Linked DNA regions of Mus musculus: regions 2 and 3 are each linked to region 1. A link is a contact called in public Hi-C and HiChIP or PLAC-seq data. All regions are on one chromosome and are shown on one strand. The core of a region is the stretch at or near the end of the contact, and the rest is flanking DNA. Distances in the headings are between cores, read along the strand shown.

Region 1 (4,146 bases), core at 1,056-3,555:
GTCTCTTTTTTTTTTTTTCTTATTCACTTTACATTATGCTCTCTGCCTCCTCCCAGTCAGCCCCTCCCACAATCCTTCCTCCCATCCCCTCTCTCCTCATCTGAGCAGGTGGGGTTTCCATGAGTACTCCCACCCTGGCACATCAAGTCTCTGTGGGGCCAGGCACATTCTCTCCCACTGAGGCCAGACAAGGCCACCCAGCTAAAAGACCATACCCCACAGGCAAGCAACAGCTTTTTGGACATCCCCTTGCTCCAGTTGTTTAGGACACACAAAGACCAAGCTGCACATCTGCTACATATATGCAGGGAGGCCTAGGTCCAGCCCACGTCTGTTCTTTGGTAGGAAGGGGGAATCTTCAGCATACGGTGGAATCTATCTTCCATGGCACAGGACAGCTCTGAGGTGAGGAGAGGATGGCTCACATATCTGATTCTGAATACTAATCCTATATCATGATTTGTCATCTTACAAAAGGACAGAGCATTTTCCAACTGTGTACCCAGGTTATGTCTACCATCAGAAACACTTTCAGGGCAACACCCTCCCCAGCTCCAGCACTTGGAGCTGGAAACTTTTGTACTGAGGCCAGGTGGTGGCAGAGGCAAGAGAAGTGGCTGTAACTGCTCCTATCTTTGTGGTCAGGCACTTTAGAGTGGGCTCTGTTGCCTAGTTTGCCACCTGCCTTTTCTCTGATGGGCGAGCTGTAACCTCATTAGAGGATGGTCCTCATAAAGCAGCAAACCTGAGTCAGAGGCACAACCAGGGAACACTTTATGGGAGAAAAAAGATGGCTCTGGTGAACTCTAGAACCACCTGTGCGCTTAGGCATTTCACAGCATCGTTGAGAGCTCCATGAAAACCCAGTAGCAAGGTGATTGCCAAGCAGCAGACACTCTGGGTGACCTGAATCAGGACTTGACATTAGCTGACTTGCAACCTGATCACTTCAAGGAACCATTTTCAATACTTTGTTTCCTTTCTTTCTCTCTCTCTCCTTTTTTTTGTATGTAAATTTCTCAATTTGAGTACCAATGAGAGAGACAGAAAGAGAGAGAGAGAGAGAGAGAGAGAGAGAGAGAGAGAGAGAGAGAGAGAGGAGAGGAGAGAGAGAGAGAGAGAGAGAGAGAGAGAGAGAGAGAGAGAGAGGAGAGGGGGGGAGGAGAAGATAAATGAAAAAATTAAAAGATGGAAATTAGAGCTGGGTGTGGTGGCTCATGCTTGTAGTCCCACCACTTGGGAGGCTGAGGCAGGGGGATTGTTTAAGGCTAGCTACATGGTGAATTACAGGCTGGCCTCTGCTAAAAAGTGAAAACCTTTCTCAAGATAACAAACAAAAGAGGATGAAAACACTTTAGCGGAAAGGAAAAGACCATATAGTCACACGGAAAAGGATAAGGTAGTAGTAGAAACAGCTTTTAGGAGTCCTAGGATAATGGGGTCTTTGGAAAAGGATAAGGTAGTAGTAGAAACAGCTTTTAGGAGTCCTAGGATAATGGGGTCTTTTTCATCCTAAAGATACAGATGTGGTTATCAAGTCGTATGCTAAGCAACTCGTCTTGGTCAAAGCTCTTCCAACACTGGAGGACTTTTGGTGGTCTACAAGGTGAAACTGCACCCTGACGGAAGGGGATCCCCAAATTGACGGAAGCAGTAATTCAGAACTAGCAAGATGGGCAGGCTTCATCAGATTTTCTAAGAAACATTCTCTCATTTTTCTCTCACTTCTGAGGAGACATGAGATCTGACATACTACTCAGCTATCTGGGGACCAGGCTGTGGGGTCGGGAGAAATTGAGAACTGGGGGTGTGGGCCTCGGGTCAGCAGTTGCTTCATAAGGCATTTACAGGGCACCTTCACTGCATGTCCTCCTCGGTGGAGGCTGAGTCTTGGCTTCCTCTGCTTCAGGAGCTCTAAGTCTGGTGGGGGTGTGGGGGTGGAGAGAAGAAAGGTAGCCGGGGGCCCTGCCTGCGTGGTGAGCAAAGGTGGGTCCACAAACAGATGCTGTGAATAGGCAGCTCATCTGTCCCTCTTCCGGCACACCCTGTAAGTAAGGGAAGCACGTTTTAGCCATCCGCCCATGGTGCCCGCAGCTCGAGAAGCATTTCTCATAGGTTAAGCATACATCGGCTTTTTCAGAAGTAAAGATCATGTCTGCCTTTGGCAAGCTCAAAACCGCCTTAGTCCCTTTCTGGGCCAGATTCTCATCTGATGTAAATCCTTGGGAGAATCAAGTTGTAGCACTGTTTTGCATGGAGTGGGAGTCAATTCAGTCTTTCCCCTGAGTTACCCTGAGCGAAACTCTACTACAGCGTCTCCATGGCAACCAGAGGCTGGCCAGTAAACTCGGTTGCCTCCTAAATCTCCCCACCCCCAGCTTCTCCCCGCTCTTTTCCACGGTTAAGAATGAGGCTCCCTCGCTCGGTGTCCCTCGCTCTCACACTCCTTTATTGCTTTGTGCTCATATCTTTTTTTCCCCCTGCAACTCCTTATCCAATCTGCTTTTAAAATCCTCCATCCAGTTTAAAAAAAAAATGAAGACGGGTTAGTCATTGCTTGACAGTAGTAATTGACCTGTTTAGACAAGACCAAGCTGATTTCAATGGGCACAGAAACCTTGGCAAACCAAAGTGGAATTTACCTTCAAGTCTAGCCAGCCTAATTAATACATTGTTGAGAATTCTGGCCAGCCACACCAAATATGGCTTTTCCACCCACTTGAAGAATTCACCAATCTGAATTCCAGCAGATACTGCAGTATCATTGTGTGTATGTGGTGTGTGTGCGTGGAAGTGTGTGTGTGTGTGTGTGTGTATGTGTGTGTGTGTGTGTGTGTGTGTGAGAGAGAGAGAGAGAGAGAGAGAGAGAGAAAGGAAGAGAGAGATGAGAGAAAAAATTATAATGCTTTGACACATGGTAAAGTAATTCTGATTAAATAATAAAGAAAGCTATGTAAGGGTAGGACTCTTGGTTGAGACATATTTACTACCAGGTGAGCAGCAATTGTCGATTGAACCTCTGTGAGCCTGTTTCCTCATCTGTACAGTGGGTTAAAGTACCTGATGCATAAAGGGACCAGCGAAGAGATTGCAGATAATAAACGGCTTGGTATATATGAAGGCCGAGTACCGCCTGAGTCCCTGGATCCCTGCTGTATGACCCAAAGCATGTGTGTTTCTCTCTTTCTTTTCTTTATTTTTTTTCTTTATTTTTTTAATTGATTTTTTTTTATGAGTCCGCATGCTCTCAGCCTAGCAACACTCTCTGTGTCTCTCCCCCAGGGGGCACCCTCCCGCCAGGGACCGAGCCCACAGTGGACACGGTGCCCGTGCAGCCCATCCCAGCCTACTGGTATTACGTTATGGCGGCCGGGGGCGCCGTGCTGGTGCTGGCCTCCGTCGTCCTGGCCCTGGTGCTCCACTACCACCGGTTCCGCTATGCGGCCAAGAAGACCGATCACTCCATCACCTACAAAACCTCCCACTACACCAACGGGGCCCCTCTGGCGGTCGAGCCCACCCTAACCATTAAGCTAGAGCAAGAGCGGGGCTCGCACTGCTGAGGGCCGAAGCAGGAACAGCGCCCCCCCAAAAAAAACCCAAGAAAGACTGCAAACACGTTGCCTCGATTTTGCACTTTTTTTCTCCTCGCCTAGTCTCTGTGTGAACCCTCAGACATCTCTCTCCAGGGTCCCCAACCCTGAGCGCTCTCATGTACCCCACACCATTCTCTGTGGTTCTTGGTTCCGGTTTCTCTTTGCTCTGATATTGTTTGTTTTTAATCATTATTTTTTTTCCTTTTCTTCTTTCCTTTTTAATCTTCTCTCTTTTATTCCTTTCTCCCCTCCCCGCCCCGCTTTTTTCTAATGATTTTAAACCAACTCTAATGCTGCATCTGGAATCCCAGAAGAGACCCGCCCCTAAGCACTTCACAACCCAAGGCTCTGTTGGTTTTGTTCCAGAGACAGGCCCTGTTGTTTTCTCCCCTTGCCTTATCCCATCCCTCCTCTCCTGGGCAGGCTGCCAGGTGTCTTGAGGGGAGCCTGGTCCTGTATGTATGTACACAGTACACTCCCATGTGAAGAGGTGTGTGTGTGTGTGTGTGTGTGTGTGTATTTTCGAGGGAGAGACTGATTCACTGTGGAA
Region 2 (4,146 bases), core at 739-3,238, 91 kb before region 1:
GCACAGAGGCTTCCAGGAAGCAAGTTAGCGCCCCCTTTAGAACACCTCTGAGAAAACGAAGATCCATATGGGCAGAAGCAGGATCCAGGGACAGAACGCTGAATCTTACTGACTTTTCCCAGAACGAAGGAGAACCTTGGAAGCAGCTAGATGGGAACCCTCAAGTCTGAGGTCCCAAGCCCAGCAGTTCGGGGTTGTCATCCTATGGCTTCCCAATGGGCTTTGGGTTTCTTTCTCTCTCCCCAGTCATCTCTCTGCCCTTTGTCATGTTCTCAGAAAGCTGCTGTGTGCATCTCTAGTCTAAGTAGGAATGGTTTTCTATGCCTGGAGAGCAGTGGGGTTGTGACACTAAGTAACTCTTTCCTTGCAGGCACTGTTAGTACAGATAGCGTTGTTTGTTCTTGGATTAGTGTTTTGCCAACAACACAAGCCAGGATTTGAACTTAAGGTCCAAACTCCAGGCTTCCCCTCTTCCTTCATCGAAGAACCCAGGGAAGGGAAAGAAAGGATAAAGGAAATCAAAATTAGCCCCTATGAGTATTTGAGTGGTGCATGCGTGTGCACGTGTGTGTGTGTGTGTGTGTGTGTGTGTGTGTATGTGTTGCTCTCTGGAAGAACTCAGAGGGCCTCTAACTCCAGCCCTTTGCAGCCAGGCAGTTAAGATTAACCATGTGGTATTCAGGCTCTGGACTTCCACTGGAAAATCCCTCATTTAACTAGTTGCAAATCACTTCTGATTCAATTTTGTTTGTGTTTATCTCCATGTAAATAACAGTTAAGTGAGAGTTACAGATTTTTTTTTTCAAACACTGGCTGTGATAAACAACGCTAATGGCAAGTCCAGATAAGGAGAGAAACCACCCAGAAGAACCCATAAGTCCACGCTAAGGGGGAAAAATGGTATAGTCAGATGTTCATGTCCCTTCTCACCCAAACTTTATGTTTCCTAATCTTCAGACTGCTAGGAAGGGGACTGAAAAGGTTGCCAGGTGTGCTCTGTTGGATCTTGATCATGGTAAAGCAAGGGTGCCTGGTGAATATGACAGTTGGGGATCACCCAGCCACCCTCAGAAACAAAGATGCAAGTGTTTTCTCCAACTGTTAGCTTATAGCGCCTTGAAACAGTTTTCATGTCTCCACTTAAAAATAGGTAACACAATGCTATTTTCTTTCTGTCAACATTGTGACCACAATACCTTGGGGAAACATGAACAGAAGTAGTTACAGTAGCAGTCCAAGAGGCCTCCCTGTACCTATACTATGTTGGAAGCTTGAAGGTGTATTGGGTGGCCAGGGGTGGGGGTGGGGAATTTAATTGCCCGGAGAAATTCTTTATTCAATAAAATCGTCCCTCGTTTACAGATAGTTACAAGTTAAGGGCACATGTTGAAGTAAATCCTAACCCAGACCGCAGAGGATCCTGTTTGGGACACAACAAAGGATCTGAGAAGTAAGCCCAAGAAGTATTTGAGGTTTGGTTCAGAGAAGGCTAAAGGCTGACTGTGTGTGTCGCCGCCACGCTTTGCTGCCTCTGGGAACACAGAGCTGAGCCGCGGACTGGCTCCCTACGCCAAACGCGGTCCGCCACCCAACTCCTTCTGTAACGCCATTGCAGGTGGCATTGTGTTGGATTCTGAGTGTGTAGCATCTGAGTCTCGGAATTTAGGGGAAACAAGAATTTCCCGGGCTCCGCGGAGTTTCCCTCCGGCAGAGGCAGCGCGCCCTGAAGGGAGGGCGCTCCTTGCTCCGGGTGTGACACACCCGCAGCCCCGCACGAAGGTGCGTGGGGCGGGAGGGAGGTGCGGACTGGGAGAGGGGCGGCAGGGTTGCGTGGCACCTTAACTTTGATCGCGCGGCCGCGGGGCTGCGAGCCACCGCCGCCCCGCCCGAGCTGGGTGCCGCGGTCCTCGGCTCTGCGCCGCGCGTCTCCGCGGCTGCCTCTTTAATCAGGAACACAGAAGGGGCGGGCCCTGAGCGGGCGCGTAATCGGATCGCTCTGCCGCGGCTCTGACATCCACATGCTGCTCGGCCTGAAAAGGCGAGGGGGGAGCCGGAGGGGAGGCAGAGGAGGCGAGCAAGGCACCAGCCTGCAGCCCGCCCCCGGCACATCCTCTGAAGCACAGACACTCGGCCGGGCGCTGGGCGAGGTGGAGGTGAGGGCGGGCGCCAGCGAACTCGGAGAGCCGCTCGCACACTCGCGGGCGATCCCAGCCGCCGCACCCGCAGCAACACCAGCAGCACCGGCCGCAGCAGCTTCCTGCCTCGCACTCCCCTCCAGAGACTGGCCAAGCGGGTGTAACCGCCGGGGGAGGCTCCAGCTTAGGGGAACCCAGAAAGGACAAGAGCCGGACGTCTGACTGCTTACCACTCCGCCTGTCCAGCGGTCGGTGCCTCTGCCCGCGTGTGTGTCCCGGGTGCCGGGGGACCTGTGTCAGTTAGCGCTTCTGAGATCACACAGCTGCCTAGGGGCCGTGTGATGCCCAGGGCAATTCTTGGCTTTGATTTTTATTATTATTACTATTATTTTGCGTTCAGCTTTCGGGAAACCCTCGTGATGTTGTAGGATAAAGGAAATGACACTTTGAGGAACTGGAGAGAACATACACGCGTTTGGGTTTGAAGAGGAAACCGGTCTCCGCTTCCTTAGCTTGCTCCCTCTTTGCTGATTTCAAGAGCTATCTCCTAGTGAGGTGGAGATATTCCAGCAAGAATAAAGGTGAAGACAGACTGACTGCCAGGACCCAGGAGGAAAACGTTGATCGTTAGAGACCTTTGCAGAAGACACCACCAGGAAGAAAATTAGAGAGGAAAAACACAAAGACATAATTATAGGAGATCCCACAAACCTAGCCCCGGAGAGAGCCTCTCTGTCAAAAATGGATATGTTTCCTCTTACCTGGGTTTTCTTAGCTCTGTACTTTTCAGGACACGAAGTGAGAAGCCAGCAAGGTAAGCCCTTCAAAGTTTTTCTATTCATTTTTACACGGTTTCCCCTTTAAAGGCGACAGCTAATGGAGAGAAGCCACTGAGAAGCGCTCATGAGGAGGCTCCCTCAATACTCAATCATTTAAAGGGAGATCTCAGCGGCCTTCTTTACACCACCAGGGCTGCTAAACCCAACTTTTCTCTCTTGCAAAGGGAGTGTGTGTGTGTGTGTGTGTGTGTGTGTGTGTGTGTGTGTGTTTTGTAACAGAATTTGGCGGTGTTCAGATGTCACATATGGACTGAATCAAAGGTTTAAAAATACTACAAAGCCTTTGCATTACAGTTTTGGGGATTTTTTTTTCCTCCCTGTCTTGAAGCAGAACACATCTCCCTTGAGTTTCCTCAACCTAGCCAGTGAAATATAAATCATTTGCATTCCCTCCACTTAGCTACATTGAGCAATGTTAGCTGAAGGGCTTGGGAAAAAAAAAAAAAAGCAAGAGTCTAGCTTTGCTTTTCAGATGTGTGGATTCTTTGCAGACTGGGTGGATACATCTCAGAACCAGAGGGCTGAAGCTGGTGAAGCAAGCCAGCTTGTGACCGAGATGGGAGCTTTCCCGTGGGCAGTTGATGGTCCCCACTCTCTCCCGAATCCGTGTGTTTTCTGGGAAAGCGAATCATGTTCTTTAAATTTTTTTCTTAAAAGATAAAACAAACTGTATGACCCTCGGCAGTCTCTCCTCTTGTGAAGTGGTTAGAAACTTTTGAGTGGAATTTATTCTCAAGCACTGCCAAAAAGGGTGTGTGGACACGGGCTGCAGAGATAGGCACAGCAGGGCCTAGGAGAGGCCGGGGGCCAGCTCTTGTGGATTGCGACAAGGGCTACCTCTCTGAAAACAGGTCTCTGGTCTCTGGGAATGCGGTTCTTCCACCCTGGGACTGCTTCTGGGGGTGCTTCCCTCTGCTCTAAGACAGTGTCTGGAACCTGAAAAAAAACTATTAGCCTATTAGCGTTTGCTCCTACAGGTGACTGGGGATAGGGTACCATCTACCAAGGAAATGGGGGAAGAGAGAAGGAGAGAGGAAAGACAGAGACAAAAACTCGGAGAAGTGCTATTGCCTTGAGGCACTTGGCGGAGTCAGGCAGCCGCAGTGGTGGGTCTCCTTCCTCACAGCCACCCTGGCGCCCCCGCACCGTGCTTAGCGGGTGGGTCCTGAGGC
Region 3 (4,146 bases), core at 1,033-3,532, 81 kb after region 1:
GAATCAAACCAAACGACTAATTAAGGGAGGCTTCACATCTCCCTCAGATGGTCCCCGGACCTCTCACTCTGAACACCTCAGGAAGTCTAAATACAAGATGAATACTCCCTCACCTGTTCTCCATTCACCCCCCAGCCTCCAGCTCAGTCAGTTGTTTGAGCTAAAAACTTGGAAATGACCCTTTATGTTTCTCTCCTCAGCACCCTCTCCCCTCAATCTATCCCCAGCACTCTTAACTCTGTCTTCAGTGTTAAGTAATTATCCAGGTCTCTCGGTGAGCATCTCCTCCACACAGGTCTGTGCCATCCTTGACTCTCACAGAGTGCAGAAGCTTGGCAATAGATTCCAGATGGGCTCCTTGGTGACACTCTATCTGGATACATGTTTTTGTGTGTGTGTGGTAATATTCACATGACCTACAATACATCGTCTTGGCCACTGTAAAGGTTAGACGTCAGTAGCACATGATACAGTTGTAACAGCATCATCACCACTATCCAGCTGAATATCACCCCAACGTGATACCTGGTACCCAGGAAGCACTCTCCTGCCCCTTCCTCCTGCCACAGGCAACCACCAATCAATCCACTTTCTGTCTCTAGAAATTTCACTATTACAGACATTTCTTATAAATGGAATGCCTCACTATGTGGCTTATGTGTAGCGCTTTTCCCCCTTTTTTTCCTGTAGTCTAATGTGTTCAAGATCCTCGTGTTACAACTGACCCCCCTGACTCCATGCTTTCATGCGTGCCCAGAACCATTCACAAAGGCCCCAAAGTGATCTGGTTTTGTTTGTTTGTTTGTTTGTTTTTTAAAAAGTCATCCTCTATTTCACAAGCATGTGTACATGCATGTGGAGGTCAAAGGTCGTATCATGGATTTTTCCTCAACCACTCCCCACTTTAGTTATTGAGCCCAGGTCTCCAGCTAAACTTTGAACTTTCCATATTCAGCTAGCCTAGCCCAGCTTGTCCCAGGGATGCCCGTGTCCACCTCCTAAGCACAGAGACCACAGACAAGCCACCATGCCAGCCCAGCTTTTATGTGGATTCTGAGGACAAAACTCCTATGTTTATGCTCTATCCCCTGAGCCATCTCCCCAGTCCCTGTAAATGACATTTGACAGATGTATTTTGCCTGACCTCTGCCTGCCTCCACCATTACCTTCAGCATCATCTTTCTCTGGTACAATTGGTACCAGCTGCTTTTTCTTAGCTATATTGAATTCTTTTCCTTCTCCCTCTCTCTCTCTCTCTCTCTCTCTCTCTCTCTCTCTCTCTCTCTCTCTCTCTGTTTGTGTGTGTGTGTGTACACTTCCTCTCCTCTCTGCTCTTCTCAGAGGAACGTCACCTCCATTGTCACTCCATAGCACAAGCCACCAATAGTAATTGAACACCTGGTTGAACCTCTGTGCTTATGTACTGGACTGTATGCTCAGTGAGGCCAGATCAAAGTCTAATTTTTCCAGGAGCATCTTCTCAGAGACTAGTCATGTGCCTACCACTTAATAGATGCTCAAAGCCACTGTCGACTGAGTGAATGAATAAACTTCCCAGAACAGAAAGAGGTGGGGAAGGCGTCCCACCACCTGCTATTAGAGTCTAATCCAACATTGTTGAGATGGATGTAAGCTCTCATTTGCCCTCATCATCGCCACTGTCATCAGCAGCAGCTCCCCGCTGGCCTAATAGTGACTGCATCGCAGCAGCCTTGAAGAAAAAAACACACTTTCTGGGTAATTCCAGTTTTCCTCCTCCAATTTCCACTCCAGGGAGCTGGGAACTAAAGGTCGGTAGCCAGCCCGTGGGGAGTGATTTCAGGCACTGGAGAGAGCCTGTGGGACAATTTCCCAGCTTCTCTCCAGTTGGCCAAGTCCCCCCTTGAGCAGCCATTCTCAGACTTCATCCCACAGCTGAGTTCTTTACTGAAACAAGAAAGACAAACAAAACACAAAACAAAAAGCTGCCTTCTGGCCCTTGCTCATAATCTCCAACAAAGCAGAGGGCTCAGAAGAATGGCCCCTCTTTAACAAGACACCACGTGAGGATCATGAGACATCACCGCTGACGGTCACCACCAACAGAAGTGTAGCATTTATATATTGTCATTGCAGGAGGCCAGCCTCACCGACCACCAGGAAACCTAGACCACATCTCGAGAGCATCTCTCTGAAAGGGTGTGGGCACTTCCTGCTACCTCCCCGACTCTATTATTGTGGTCCCCAGTTGAGGCCAAAGCCAGTCATGTTAGCATCATTTTTAACCAAGAGCAGAGTCAGCCCCCACCACGAGCAGCTCCCCAGCCCTTCCTTTGCTGCCTCTGTCGGTTGACACTGTCTTCCTCCTCTTCTGATGTGGTTGCATGTTTGCACATGTCTTGGTCTGAGCCCATGTGGAGCAACGAGGTCCATTAATACTAGTGCTTGAGGGCTTTAAAGCAATCAAAGGCCACAAGTGGGTTCTAAAAACAATGAGCGACCACAAAGAGGACGTCAACGTTCATCGCCCGTGCTCACTTCTGAAAATGAATCCCATACCCCAAAGAATACTGAGTGAGTGGCGCATCCAGCTGGTCCATAAATAAGTATTTATTGTACATTACTCAATGCCAGGCTGGGGGCAGAGGATATGATGGTGACAGAGCTTGCAGCCTAGTTAGCAATAAAAAAAAAAAAAAGTCGGTGACTTTTCAGTGAGAAAATAGCTACAGTAAAAGAAGGAAAAGAAGGACTGAGGGAGAGGAGAGGCCTGAAGATGTCTGGGTCAAACAGGTAAGTGGATACTTACGTGATTCACAGATATGGACACTCCAGAGAGGGCCATAGTTAGAAGAAAGGTAAGGTTGTTCTGAGCATACTCCTTTGTAAATGACCACTGAAGGGTGTTTGTCTTGTTGGTAGAATGTGCATCCAGAGCTTAGGAGAGAAATGTGGATGCCGGGATTATATTTGGGAGTTGTGAATAGCTGTGTGCCTTTGGAGGCCCAGTAGCTAAGAATCTACCTGTTGACATCACCCTTGCTAATAGATCCTGGAGGAAACCCACTTCCTAGTGGACTTCATAGATGAATGGAACCGAGGGTTGTGAGAGATAAAGACATGAGGAATTCAATAGGGAAGGGAAAGCATTCAAGACAGAGCACAGGGAAGGCCTATTAAGATCACGTGCCAGTGTTTAATGGACAAGCGGAAGAAAAGCCTGAAGAAGAGATGAAAGACAACTGCAGCAGTAAAAGAATTAAGTGGGGGAGGGGGCAAATACTTCAAGACAGGAAGTGGCCAAGTCACCTGGTCCTGGGCTGCACATCTGCAGTGTCTAGAAGACACTGGGACTAAGTGAATTGAATTATGGGTTCTGTTGTTTAATGTTCCTTGACTTTAGCAATAGAGCACCTTAGTGGCCTAGATAAAAAAAGAACTTTCTAGAAAAAAAAAAAAAAAACTGGGGCAAGGGCCCAGTGTAGTGTGTTGTGGAGTAAATATAGGTTAATACAATGAATGTTGACAACCCTCTAAGATCTTGGGCTCTGTCCCAAGTTCCTACTGAGTCTTAAAGGAGCCCTTATCGTGCTGTGCACTGTCACAGGATAGCCTGGGACACTGTCCTTCTTTCAAGTTCCCTACCAAGCTCAGAGACCTCACCTGCTCCCTCTGCCTGGAGATGACTTTTCCTATTCCTCACACATGCAGGCTTGGCTGACCTGGCATGCCCTCAGTGAAAGATGCCCATACCATTATCCTCTGTCCAACCTCCTGGAGGATCTGTCCCATCCATGCACACAGTGTGACTCCTCTCCATCTAAAGACAGGCAGCAAATATCTTGTGAAAATATTATTTGATGGGTTCTCTCAACTAATCCATGAGCTCTCCCAAGTATATATGCCATAAGGGCAAGAACTGGACCTCAAACCCAAACAGGAACTGTCTCTCGTAGGCACTCATCCAATAAAGGAACAGATAGGGAGCTCAGCAGTTGCTGGAAAGAGCTGTAGGGTCAAGGAAGAGCTTTTTAACATAACGGAGACAACCGCACATTGGAATGTTCACACACCCGGCTCAATAGAGGGCGAGCAGAGGTGACCACAAAAGTGAAATATCCCAGAAGACACACAAGGGTGCTGAAGGTGGATGGGGAGCACCTTCCG

What was found. Hi-C and Micro-C count contacts between places; a contact is called where the count stands out from the background. HiChIP or PLAC-seq counts read pairs in DNA pulled down with a chosen protein or histone mark.
Region 2: a contact with region 1 is called in an H3K4me3 HiChIP or PLAC-seq map of embryonic stem cells, with 4 times the contacts expected there. The contact joins the promoter of Nrp2 here to the promoter of 4930487H11Rik in region 1. A contact is called at or near these places in 11 of 39 promoter capture datasets (the 3T3-L1 cell line, 3T3-L1-derived adipocytes, embryonic stem cells and 5 more), 3 of 15 datasets of contacts at CTCF or cohesin (the NIH/3T3 cell line and embryonic stem cells), 39 of 484 Hi-C or Micro-C datasets (the 3T3-L1 cell line, 3T3-L1-derived adipocytes, the C2C12 cell line and 22 more), 13 of 115 datasets of contacts at active chromatin or transcription factors (the NIH/3T3 cell line, bone marrow-derived macrophages, craniofacial prominence and 3 more) and 2 of 9 other capture datasets (adipose tissue and liver).
Region 3: a Hi-C map of CD4 T cells shows a contact between it and region 1, with 4 times the contacts expected there. The contact joins the enhancer-like site here to the promoter of 4930487H11Rik in region 1. A contact is called at or near these places in 7 of 484 Hi-C or Micro-C datasets (CD4 T cells, the HL-1 cell line, the N1E-115 cell line and 4 more) and 1 of 115 datasets of contacts at active chromatin or transcription factors (embryonic stem cells).

What each region holds. Positions count from the first base shown.
Region 1 is chr1:62,792,427-62,796,572 of GRCm38.p6, forward strand. 4930487H11Rik (RIKEN cDNA 4930487H11 gene) reads right to left here and starts at 2,306. Exons shown (of 3, transcript NR_040601.1): 1 at 2,127-2,306; 2 at 1,970-2,045. The region is part of intron 15 of Nrp2 (neuropilin 2); the gene reads left to right.
Region 2 is chr1:62,701,329-62,705,474 of GRCm38.p6, forward strand. It overlaps Nrp2 (neuropilin 2), which reads left to right and starts at 1,989. Exons shown (of 17, transcript NM_001077404.1): 1 at 1,989-2,949. The coding sequence starts at 2,877.
Region 3 is chr1:62,873,614-62,877,759 of GRCm38.p6, forward strand. No RefSeq gene overlaps it. Among named protein-coding and RNA genes, the nearest start is that of Gm39652, 31 kb to the left of the region's middle. Within about 2 kb of position 2,283, at least 36 of the 459 cell types and tissues checked have an H3K27ac peak or open chromatin away from gene starts, as enhancers often do.